Linked DNA regions of Mus musculus: region 2 is linked to region 1. A link is a contact called in public capture Hi-C data. All regions are on one chromosome and are shown on one strand. Each heading gives the region's core, a stretch centred on a gene start, on an enhancer-like site or on the middle of the called end of the contact. The rest is flanking DNA. Distances are from core to core; before and after follow the strand shown.

Region 1 (6,859 bases), core at 569-3,068:
TGTCTTTTGTGCTGGGTTGCCAGCTTTTGATTTTCTGAGATTTCTCTGTGGCCATGGTGAATAGAGTGACTTCAGGCACCTGCAGTGCTGGAGTCCAGCACCTTCCAGAAATTCCGACAGCCTGGAGGTGCTGGACAGGTGCTGTGACTGGTCTAGGAAAGCAATCTTGGCCAAACGAACTTCATGTACCCTAAAACTTGAGAAATCTGTGTGGAACATTCAGGACTCCTGAGGATCTGCAATAGTGTACCAGGAGGACAAGCATCAACTAAACATTGAACAGGTCAAAGAAACCTCCATAAACTGTAGATATTTGCATTCTGTAGACTCAGGACATTTCCACAGTCTGAAAGTCTTAGAGGCCATGCCAGCCATCAGAATGGTAGAGGAAGTCTGATAGTACTATAGAGATTCAGAAAAAAAATCATTTTTCACAAGCTGTTGTTTTAGAAACCATGCAAAAAAATCCTAGAGGAAAAAGTTAATATAAAAAGGGTCTCCAGTCACCAAAACCTGTTTTCTCTTTTGATGGAGATATTAGGTGAGACTGCAGAATGTCCAACACAATCATGTCACTCATTTGGAAGTCGATTCTCCACCCTGTCATCCGGTGGGGTTTCTTGCACAGCGGCTATAATTACAGGCATGTGCTTAGGCGGGCCTGAATTTAAATTGTAGGTCTACCAAGCAGAGTGGTGGGGCTTGTTTAACCAGTTTAGATGCTTCTTTAATTTCAATGCCTTGATGTGAAGAGTATAGATAGTCACATCGCCAGGATGGAGCAACGAAAAGGAAATTGTATCTCTACTACATTTTATTACGATGCCTACTATGGAATAAATGGTACTGTACTGTGGTCATGAACTGAAACTTAAATCGGGGTTTGAGAGTAAACACAAAAATTCCCCCAGAAGACGTCTGAAGAGGTGTGTCACCCTTAGTCTTTCTCACACGCCTTCTCTCGCACAAACAGACCTCTCCTTGCTATTTGACAGCATCCCAAGAAGGATAAGAGCAGGAGCTACTAGAAGTATATGCTCTCATGGCAAGAGCATAGGAGTGATGCTTTTTACCAAAGAGAACAAAGCAAGAAAATAAAAAAGACAAAATGAAAATCATCAGGGTTTATGACAGGCCCCAAAGCTTTCAAGTACTTCCTTGTCTGAAGGTTCAACGAAGAGTTAAATTGTTCTTGAAGCCTAAAGAGATTAAGCCATTCACCCAAAACAACTGAATTTGATTGGGGAGGTCCCCCCAGCCCCCCCCCGAAATCTACTGACAACCAGTTTAGCTTCCCTCCAGTGTGTTGTTGTTGGCATCATACTATCCTAGCATGTTCTAGCATGAAGCATCTCAGTATATAAAACACAGCATGCAGTCACTTCACAAATGCAAAGGTTAATACAGCCCTCACTTCCCCGAAACATGGAAATCCCCAACTTACAACATTCATGAATGCTTCTGGATCCGCAGCTTTCGTGGGCAAATGTCCCGAGTTCACATTTCTTTGGAGTAAATACGCTACCAGAATCAGAAGCCATATCTCCACTCTGTGCGAAACAGTCCACACTCTTGACAAGATTTCTGACATGGTCCAACATCGGCATTTGCTTTGTTGCTAAGGATGTAACAACTACATCTAGAGTCAGAAGAAGAACCTGTCGGTTTAAAACATCTTTAGTGGGGTTTTCAGTGGCAAAAAAAATATATATATATCTGAAGCAGATTAAACAGGTTTACTTACAGGAATGAAAGAACACGGTGTAGGCTGCAAACATTGCTTAGAATGTCACAATGCTGCCTAGCTCCTCCTGCTCCTCCCTCATTCATCTTGTAAACACCAATCCTTCCACTGCTAGGTGTGTCCAACTTTCTTTGTTGCAATGGGAGTTTCATGCATGTTAGTATAGCCCACAAACTCCTGTTCCCCGTCACCATGTAGAGGCCATAAAAAGCACAGCCCCCTTATGCTTAGTTCTCATCTTTCTTCGATTAAATAGCAAGAGGTGGAACATGCAGAATACACTGGCGGTTCCATAGTTACATGTGATGGCTTCCATCATCTCTGTTCTGTGGCTGAAGATCAAATTCAGTGTTAATTACTTTTATGTGGAGTGTCAAAAGTTTTAAGAAAATTCCCCATTCTTAGTGCTGGATTAGAAAAAAAAAATTGTAAGAAAGCAATCTAGGTTTATCTTGTTTCTCTAGCTCAATCCGTACATACCAAATTTTAAATTTGGTTTGTAGCTAATAGTTAATTGTTAACTGTGATACCTAGTAATTAAATCACCAGAAGTAACCCAAATAATGAGTGGTAGCCTAGTTGTTTTAATGAACTAAATGTCCCAGTTCAGCAGACAGTGAGGCAATGCAAGTGGCTCTTTGACCTCCTGTTAATCAGCAAGAAAGAAGTTCATTATTTTAAGTAAAGACTGTGCTTCCAAGTTAATAATAATAAAAACGAGATAATTTTTCTACTGCTACGTCAATTCTTCAGCACTAACAGCAGCTACACCCACTTGCAGACTTGGAGAATGTGGTGGGTGAAGAAGCCAAATCAAAGCTGGAAAGGTGAGTCTCTGGGAATGTATCTTCCTGAGTGACTCAGCCATCCCCATCCTTGCTGGCTGGGTAGGTGTGAAGAGGCAAGCCTGTGTCTTTATCTGGGCTTGGCTGAGCACTCATTCACAATATTATTGATTGCTATTGAGTTACAGAGGAGTGAATTGACCCAATTAGAAAAAGCCAGAAGGAAGGACTACCTACACAAAGCCCCTCTTCGAATTCAGGGAGACTGAGCTTTACTCTAAAGTTATGCAAAAATGAGCTCTCAGAAGAGACTGAGCCTCCCACTGCTGATAGTTTAGGATTTTAAAATACTGTAATACCCAAATGAGGGGAGCAGGGCTGGGGGTAGCTTTCATTTTCATTTCAGAATTAAATGATCCTGTCAGCATTACCTAGTTAGGTTGTGGCAAGGCAAGAAATAAAACTACTGGGACTGGGGGTTTGCCTCAATGGTTAAGAGCACATACTGCTCTTATAGAGGCCCTAAGCTAAGTTATCAGTACCCAGGTCCAGTGGCTTATAATCACCTACTCCAGCTCTAGGGGATTTGGCATCTTTTGGCCTTAGTGAGTACCTGTCCCTATGAACATATGCGCGCACACACACACACACACACACACACACACTTTTAAACATAAAAAAATCTTAAAAAGCAGATTATCTTTTTTCAATTTTATTTATTTACTTTTAATTTCATGTGCATTTGGTGTTTTGTCTGCGGTCTAAGGGTGTCAGAGCCTGTAACTGGAGTTACAGACAAACAGTTTTAAGTTGACATGTGGTTGCTGGGAATAGAATCTGGGTTCTCTAGAAGATCAGCCAGTGCTCTTAACCGCTGAGCCATCTCTTCAGCACCAAAGCAAATATCTTAATCCACTGTTTAATATTACAGTCACGTGGAAAGCCCTTTTAATGTCTCCTTCCTCACTCAAGCTGTGCTTCTCACTGCTGTGAAGACATTGAACCTGGGGTTCATGCATGTTAGACAGCATAAGTCATTTCTTCAGGTTCTGGATTCAAACTCCAGAATAATGCTCAATGTATTTTGTATTTATTGTGTTTAGTACATACAAGCTACACATATTTACTTCAATATATTCAGCTAGGCCAATTCCTATGTTTGATGAACATGTTTCTAAAATTCTTTAGAGATGAATGGTGGTAATACGTGTTTGAAAAACAAAACAGAACAAAACAAAACTTCAACCCTCTGGTTTTCTTAGTGAGTCCTCAAAGTGTCCTCTAACCAGCATCCTGTCTATTTAAGTTCATGCTAGAGAGGCCTTTGTGTTAGTGTTGGATTGACTTTTAGTAATGTGATTTAGCTGCTACAAGTCACGTTGAAACTAGTTGGGACTTTGACATGGAAGGAATTTGAATGACACATGGTCAGTGTTCTTGTGTCACCTGAATCCGAATGACTTCAGGATCAAATGACTAAGGTGTTTGTGTTGATTCACACTCACAACCTGTTAACACAGGACATTTCATAGGAGACTCTGGGGCATTCAGGCAAACGGGCACGGCTTACCTTCCTCCTGTTTTGTCAGAAATGCCTGCGCAGGCATAGTTCCCAAAGAGACTCCATTCTCCCGTCAGCTGTATCAATTAGCATGCCATTATTTTTCATAGGCTTTGTTCTAGTGATGAAGTATTAGAACCCATTTCACACACCAGGAAGCAGGCAGCTTAATCTCTACCTCCTAGCATTATCCAGGAGTCATTTCAGTACCTAGCACCTTAGCTTAGCTCTTCCTTCTAATAGGCCAGCTTTTTAAAAACACTATTATTTAAACACTGTTGAGCATACAGTAATTAAGACAGGTTATGAAGTCATATAGCAAATGTCATTGATTACTACCTAGGTGGCTTTGGGACATGTTCCCACGACCCCTGAGCCTCAGTGTCCTCATTTGCAAGATGCAACAGTAATAGTACCAACACCTAGGGCTACAGTGATGGTTTCATCGGACAGCCTGTGTAGAGCCTGATTTAGAACGATCTTTTTTTGCTTCATGCAGGTTTTAAGGGTTGTGTTGCCAAGTGGTTGTTTTCTTGCTGTTCGTTCCAATGCTTCTAAGATAAAGCGGTATTTCTCCACCAGCCTGGGATACTAGCACATCTCTGATGAAGAAATAGCAATTATGTTTTTCCCCATATGTTGATTAAATTGTGATTTCTGCTCCCACTGCCTACCCTGACCTGTGTCTTAGGCCAGTGATCTTGGTCAAACCACTTGGTCAACCTTTCATAGCCAAACAAAGAGCATCTGACAGTAAAAGATGCCATGGGATCAGTGTGACCAGCTAAGTCAGGAGTCCACATCCAGAAGGATTTACAGACTGCCTTTCTCTATCTCCTCTCTTTGTTTTAGCTTTTCTGCCATTGTTATTGTTTTGACACAGGGTCTCATGTGGACTGGGTTGACCTTGAGCTACCCATTTTCTTTTCTCAGTTCCTGCAGCACTGGAATGACGGCTTGCCCTCCCTACTTTTTCCTTAAAAGAACCTGCAGTATGGAGATGGAGGTAGTGAGTCACCTTTCCAATTTATTTGTAGACTAGACCTAAGTCACGGTATCTTAGAACTGAAGTCACAGTCACAGGTTTCAGAAGTCCTTCCCTTTAGCATCCTGCTTTTATTTCTCTACTTATATATACTGTGAATTTATGTAATTTAGTAAAAGTTATACAATACTTATTTGTGTAAAACTTTGACCACCATGATGTGCATAGATTGAAATTCACAGTTGCCCTCTGAAGTTAATTTCCATTAACAATTTGATGTATATTTTCAAGGAGATATGTATATATATATATATATATATATATATATATATATACATATAAATATACACACACACACACAATATATATATATATATACACACAATATATATATATATATTGTGTGTGTGTGTGTGTGTATGTAAGGATATCGTCAGAGGACAGCTTTATAGATGCAGAACAGTGGACAAAAAGTATGCACAGTTTATATCCTGCAGGAGCCTGTCAAATCCTAAGAGACTGTGGTAGAACCATGACCATGACCCACCTTCCCTCCATAGCTTAACATTTTGAAAAATTCTTTGACTTTTGCCAGTCTCATGGGATCAAGGTGATGATAGCTCATGGTGATTTTGTGTTCATTCTCATGAAATTACAGTCAGACTATGATGTTGTAATTTATTTTAACGTTTGCCTTTGTGGATTGCCTTTTGAGTGACTGGCCTGTTTCATCTTCATGTTTCAAAGAATGATCAGGTTGAACTTTTCCTTTACCATGGTTATTGATCGTCATATTGTTACAAGTTAGCACATTCAAACCTTTGGCTTATGCTGAGTACTTATGCTGCGTAGTTATTTTATAAGAGTTTTATTATAGGTGTTTCATAGTTAAATTCTCCCTTCTAGGGTTCTCTGTTTTAGTCACACTTATCTTTTTCATCTGAAGGTTGAGTTATATTCTTGATAATTTTTAATGTTTTGATACATTCATTTTCATCTGAATCTAGACCAATTGACACTTATTTTTCAATATAGAATGCTGTTGAATCTGAATTTTATTTTTTTTTGTCTGGGCATTAATTTTAAAGAGATTATATTCTAGGCCTTAATTTATTTCTCTGGGATGGAAGTCACCTGGGTGTCCTCATTTTCTGTAACAGAGATCTGCAGCTCAGCCAAGATCTCTCGATTGATTCCTGAAACAGTGTTTCTCAACTGTAGCTGTTTGCCAGAGGGAGTACATTTGGCAAGGTCTGTAAAATTTTGGCTGTCATTATTAGGGGAGTGTTACTGGCATCTAGTGGTAGAGGTCAGAGATGCCACTAAACACCTTAAAGTGCACAGCAAGTATGTCCACCCTCACTTCCACATGTTAATTTTGTCAAACAAGTTAAGAAGTTACAGAGACATGGCATTCAGTGTATGTATACAGATCTACAAAAAAATCCTATAATCTCACTCAAAATTATACTTAAAGACTTGTCACTTAACTCCCATGCTCAGCCCATGCCACAAATTGAAAATAAAATAAATATTGAAAAAACAAGAACCGTGACTACAACTACTTATGTGCAGATGGTGTCATGTCGATATCTATGCCTGGAGGTTTACATCAGCATGCTGTGATTTGTAACCCCACCTCCAATTGTAGAGACCACTAAAATAGTCTTTTCTCTATCACTACATTTCCTAATGTGCAGCTGTTACATATTTGAATATCATATGGCACATTTATTTATACTAGCTGCTTTCAACTCATTTTTCCTGTGCATGCTGGAAGATGT
Region 2 (6,099 bases), core at 2,581-5,080, 370 kb before region 1:
TGTAACCCTGATTGTGAGTTCCTGAGCTCCTGAGCTCTGGTGTTCCCATTGGAACCTTGAGTGGCCCACATTGAAGTTCTTTTTTCTTTTCCCCTTTAAGTGAACAAATCCCAAACCTTCCTCTCTTCTCTGAGATGTGCATCAAAGGACCACATTCCCTGGGGATGAGAAAGAAGAAAGTTGCCCTAACAGTGTGAGTGGAAACAGCATGGGCTTGTAACTTGTAAGAGGAATTAAGGAGTCTGTTATTATCATACTGGAAGAAATCAATCCATAGGGAGGCCAGAGACCTGCATCTCTCCCCACCCCCACACCCCTCCGCCTCCCATTTTGCTTCTGTTAGCCATCCAGGAAGCATAAGAAAAATCTGTCTTCTTTCCTTTTGTGCATTGCCCATCAAGAAGCTCAAGGCTACTTCTTACTCCTGTTTCAGCAATGACAGATACACCAGCAGAGAGTCACAATGTTCCTATGGCATGTTGGAACCTTTCTGTCGCTCTGTCTCTCTGTCTCTCTCTTCTTTTCACTTTCTCCTCCTTCCTTCCTTTCTCCCCTTCTTCTTCTTCTTCTTCTTCTTCTTCTTCTTCTTCTTCTTCTTCTTCTTCTTCTTCTTCTTCTTCTTCTTCTTCTTCTTCTTCTTCTTCTTCTTCTTCTTCTTCTTCTTCTTCTTTTTTGAGGACTTTAGTGAGTTTATAGTCTTTTTTTTAATATTAGCATACCAGACATTAGATATTATGGTAATGATTTCTGACAAAGTCTTCTCTTTCTCTTCTCATCTCTGCCATTTCTTTACCTCCCCTAGTCTCCCTGTAACTCTCCCTGGTCTCTTTTCTGTTTTTAACGTCACACATGTCCCTTTGCCCTCCACCCCTCCAGCACCTCTTTTTTAACCCTCTTTTGGCCTCTTTTCTAGGTTTCTAAGCGTTACTTCCATTTACCCCCATTTATGCACATACACATTACAAAGTAGGACATATATATGAGTGAAAAAAACATGTTCTTTTGAGTTGGTATCGATTTGTCTAATGTTACACTTTCCAGGCCAATTCCAAATTTTAATTCTCCTTTACACCTGAATCCATCATGGGTTCATATTGCATCTTCGTCATAAATTCATCTGTTGATAGGCATCCAGGGGCGTCTCATTTCTGTGCTGTTGTGAACAGGGCAGCAATGACCATGGACAGACAGGCATCTCTGTGGTAGTGTTAGGAGAAAGAATGTACCTTCCAGGTGAGAAATCACTCCATATACTTAGAAATGAAGGAATAACTTTGATAGCACTTGACTTGTCTGACTGGACTAACACCCAAGCAAGAGCCAGGCTCCCATAGAATATTTTGTTAGCGTATATATACATATATAGGCATATGCATTTTATATACACTGCCATACTTAAATCTCTTTCAAGTCTGGCCCCAGGTTACACTTAAACACAGACAGGAGACTACAAAGTCTGGCTGCTTAGGAGACAGGGAAATTTACACAGCAAAGGTATTATATATTTTCAGAATTATTTTAAGTACATCAGTATTGTTCTTTTTCAAATGGCTGTTACCACGAGTCATCTTGTGCACCTGACAGAACTATGCTTTTCCTGATAAGAGCATAGGGGACTTGATGGCAGACCAACACTTCATGGTAGCTGTATCCTGACACTACCCACCATGAATGAGCTGTCCTTTCAGAAGTATGCCTTTGCAATGGGAATCACTGCTTAATGGCTGGGCATGAGTCAGCCAGCTTTCTCCTTTAGCATGGGAATCAGAGACTAATGGCTGGTCGGTCCTAGTGAGTAAACGTTTATATTACAGCATCCTAAACGTCCCTCATCTCTAGCAGGTCTGGTTAGCAGACTATCTTTGGGGTATTTTGAAGGCAGCAAGCACGCCTTTAGCTAAATTCCACTTGAGTGACTTCGTGTTTCCTATACAAATCCCTTTTCATGCCCATTCTAGCTCTTTGGTGTAGTCTTGTACATCAATAGGATGTGGAGTCCTTTAGTTTATGGCCAGGAGTGCATAGCTGGGCTATATGCTAGTTTTATTTTGAGACAACCCCACGCTGGTTTCCATAATGGCTGTAATGAGTCTTATAAAATTGTTTTTATTTTTATTTTTTTCTGAGGCTGCTATACAGTTCACAGCTACAGTTTAGAGGCCCTAGAGAATGAATGAAGAGCGTGCACCTCCTCTAACAGTGATAACTCTGGAACATCTACCAAATGGGAAGAGCCTGAATCATGAACTTACCTATTGTGTATGTATGTTTTCTCTCTATAAAATGAACCTGTTTATTATAACACACACACACACACACACACACACACACACACACACACACACCCTGGGTATATGTTGGACCCATTTATTGTACCATATTTTTACCATATGTGTTTGTTTTTTATATCCTTTTATCTTTTCTTCATGTTAAAAAAAACCTTAACTATTTGCATTTAATTCCAAATATCTTAGTGGTTACCTGTGAAATACAAAGTTAAAGTGATTGTGTGCCTTATTTCCTTTGGTATGTGCTGAGGCCTTAGATAGAGAGCTGTGAAGCCACAGTTATGGGGTACTTCCTGACAAATGTGGGAGCCAGTTCTTGATGAGTGTGAATCACAAGTAACAGTCTTGTGCAGGCAAAAGTTACAGTCCATCCCCTCCCCCTCCCCCCCCCCAGGGGGGACTGGCAGCAGGCTCCTAGAGCTACAATCCCTGTTTTCTTTGGAAAATAACACAAGAAACACAAGCTTGTATAAGACTATGTTAGCTTCCAGCAGAGAAAAGCAGCTGTAAAGACACAAATTCAAGAAGGAAACCCTGGGAGAATGGCCCCTGGCTTTCCTCTGGGATCTTCTGTGCCGTGTATCCGCTACCCGGGGCTGATTTCTGTGCTCCACTCTCTAGGGCACTCTCCTTGGATATAGTACTGACCTCCTGTGCTCAGTCCCTGGACGATCAGTCCCAGTGTCTGAAAGGGTATCCAGGAGTTGAGGAGTAGGGAACAACTGAGGGTTGGTAAAAGTCGGAGCCTGAGGGACCTCTAAGGAAATGGCAGGGGAGATGAGACATGTTCCGGGAGGCTATGAGATTGCTCAGATCTTCTTCTCCACTGGCCTTTGCGGTTTGGCCCAATCGAGTGAGCCTTTACGGGTGTTAAGCCTCCGTTCTCCAACCCAGAGCAAAGGCTGGCAGTGCTGCCCTCTTGACCGCTGTCTTGCAGGATCTGATCTCTGCTCTTGACACCGCGGGCTTTAAGGGCACCAGAGCGGGAGAGTCGTCCGCGCCAAAAGGCTGCGAGCCTGACTGCTCTTTTTTGGAGGATGCCAGGTTCCCTCTCCTACAGGACTCAATCCCTGTCTGCAACGGACCCAGTACCAGCACTGTGGCGTGAGGTACGCACACTCAGAGTCCCCCAAGGTGTAGAATAAGTCTTTAAACAGTCAAAAACAGATATTTTAAAACCCAGGGAATTCTGCTTTGGTTGAGAAACAGCGCCTTCTGAGAGCGAAGAACTCATTAGTTTTTAGCGGTGATGGCGGGTGAACTGTCCCAAGGCAGAATCGCTCTCTCCTGTGTCATTAGTACATCAGCTGAAAGGCAAGCAAACAGTTCTTTACGTCTGGGAAAGGGCTTTAAGGGCCGCTGCTTGCGTGAAGGGGAGATTTGATGCAGCTATAAACCAGGACATAGACAGGAACAAAATTCGGGTTATTTAAGCAAAATTCTTTAGCAGGGAAAGGGAGGTGGGAAGGAGACGGAAGGGTGACGTCACTGGGGGGAGTGGCCACAGTCTTAAGAAAAGTCGGCGGGGCTGGGGAGACCACAATTGTGGGACATAGTCTCAGCATGGGCTGCTACAACGGTTCGGAGCTCCAAGACCTGGGCTGTTCCAGCCAGCTGCTCCTGCAGCCCCTCTGGGACACCATAAGGACAAGGGAGGCGTTCACGCGCTCACCCATCTTCCCAGTCACCTTTTCTATCATCACTTACGTGGGCTTCTGCCTACCGTTCGTGGTGCTGGACGTCCTGTATCCCTGGGTCCCCATCCTGCGACGCTACAAGATCCACCCGGACTTCTCGCCTTCCGTAAAGCAGCTTCTGCCTTGCCTGGGGCTGACACTCTACCAGCACCTGGTGTTCGTGTTCCCGGTGACGCTGCTGCACTGGGTGCGCAGCCCGGCGCTCCTCCCCCAGGAGGCCCCTGAGCTCGTCCAGCTCCTAAGTCACGTCCTGATCTGCCTGCTGCTCTTCGACACCGAGATCTTCGCGTGGCACCTGCTGCACCATAAGGTGCCCTGGCTGTACCGCACCTTCCACAAGGTGCATCACCAGAACTCGTCCTCCTTCGCGCTGGCGACCCAATACATGAGCTTCTGGGAGCTGCTTTCGCTGACCTTCTTCGACGTGCTGAACGTCGCGGTGCTTCGGTGTCACCCACTCACCATCTTTACCTTTCACGTGATTAACATCTGGCTGTCGGTGGAGGACCACTCGGGCTATGACTTCCCGTGGTCCACTCACAGACTTGTGCCCTTTGGCTGGTACGGGGGCGTGGCTCACCACGACATGCATCACTCTCAGTTTAACTGCAATTTTGCTCCTTACTTCACACACTGGGACAAAATGCTGGGCACTCTGCGGTCCGCGCCCCTGCCAGAGAGCCTTTGCGCCTGCGGTGAGCGCTGCGTGAACTCCAGAGAGCGATGCGCTGTACACTTGATCCAGAAGAAGAAACAGACTTGAGTTACTTTATTAGAAGTTTGTAACTTTTAAAGTGATGCACACTGCTATAAAATCTAATGTTGTTTCTGCAGCCTGACAAAGTAATTTATATAATGTTTCTATGTGAATTTAATTGTGGTCTTGGTGTTAAATTTCAACTTATCCCAGTGTCATTGACTCCAGGACACAAGGTAGACATTCAGCGTGGTGTATTTGAATCATTATGATCTCTGAAATGATTTGTTTCTAGAACCAAGACTTTCCTATGTATGAAATCGCACTGGAACTGGGCTCTAACCTCACATGTTGAGAGAAGACCTGATTTCTGACTCTTTAAATAATCAAATTTGTTCCTGCTGGGCAGTGACCAAGGTTATAGTATATTTTTTCTACTTTTGAATGAAATGATATATTTATATTGAAAAAAGTTTTATTTGTATTTTAAAAATAAAAAGAACATGAACTAAACAAGCATTAGCTCCTGGTGGGCCTGATGAATTAAAAAAAAAACTAAAAAGGAAGTGTGTGTGTGTGTGTGTGTGTGTGTGTGTGTGTGTGTGTGTGTGTGTCTGTGGCTTCTCAGTGTTCTTTGAAGCATCTACCAGTCTTGCCATGGCAAGAGCAATTTGGTGTCAGGTATTGGGCAGGGGGGCTAGGGAGTAACTTTGGGAAGAAGGCTAGGGGCTAGCTGACTGCTTATTCACACTGCTTTTTGTCTGGTTTTGACATAAGAAGCACGTGAAAAACTTGCTCTGTAGGTTACTTTTCTAGGGGATTAAGACCAGTCTCTTCTGTATTGTTGGAGTGCTATGCGTAGGGTAACTTAGAATCAGAGTAACGCCTTGATAAGCCAAGTTAGTGCATTAGGGAAGCTGATAAACTAAGCTCCATTTTAAGGTAGAGTCTATTCTTGGCTAGCACAACTGACCCTTAAAAGGCTGCCCCTGCAGCCTGGAGTTTTCCTATAGTTTATTTTCTTAATGAAGACACACATGCCAAGCATATAGCCTCTTCTTAACAGAGGGTGAGAGTAACTTTCAGTCTTAGACTTCCCGTTTTGTCTTCTGCAAAAGGAGATAGTATGAAAATAGTATGAAAAGGAGGAGGTGAAAATTAATATCAAGACAAAAGGAAGGGACAGCTGGGCTGCTCAGTAATAGAAATTATTGGCTAGGCAGATGTTGCCATCAAATGTCTCATGTAACTGCAGCTTAGTTACTTTAATGATAAATTGAGAGTATTGATCCCAAAGGCTAACGTTAAAAAGGAAGATGTCAGAAGTCAAGGTTACAGATTTGCATAGCATTGTGGGCTCAGCATATATGAACCTAAATGTTCTTATTAAGGAGTTTTTAAAAAGCATCTAAAGATC

The links. Capture Hi-C pulls out chosen DNA fragments and counts their contacts.
Region 2: a contact with region 1 is called in a capture Hi-C map of embryonic stem cells, with 2.4 times the contacts expected there. The contact joins the promoter of Ch25h here to the promoter of Lipm in region 1. A contact is called at or near these places in 3 of 39 promoter capture datasets (liver and pre-B cells) and 1 of 9 other capture datasets (embryonic stem cells).

The regions. Positions count from the first base shown.
Region 1 is chr19:34,095,902-34,102,760 of GRCm38.p6, reverse strand. Lipm (lipase, family member M) reads right to left here and starts at 1,818. Exons shown (of 10, transcript NM_023903.1): 1 at 1,745-1,818; 2 at 1,445-1,658. The coding sequence starts at 1,591.
Region 2 is chr19:34,472,879-34,478,977 of GRCm38.p6, reverse strand. It overlaps Ch25h (cholesterol 25-hydroxylase), which reads left to right and starts at 3,830. Exons shown (of 1, transcript NM_009890.2): 1 at 3,830-5,195. The coding sequence starts at 3,852. The coding sequence ends at 4,748.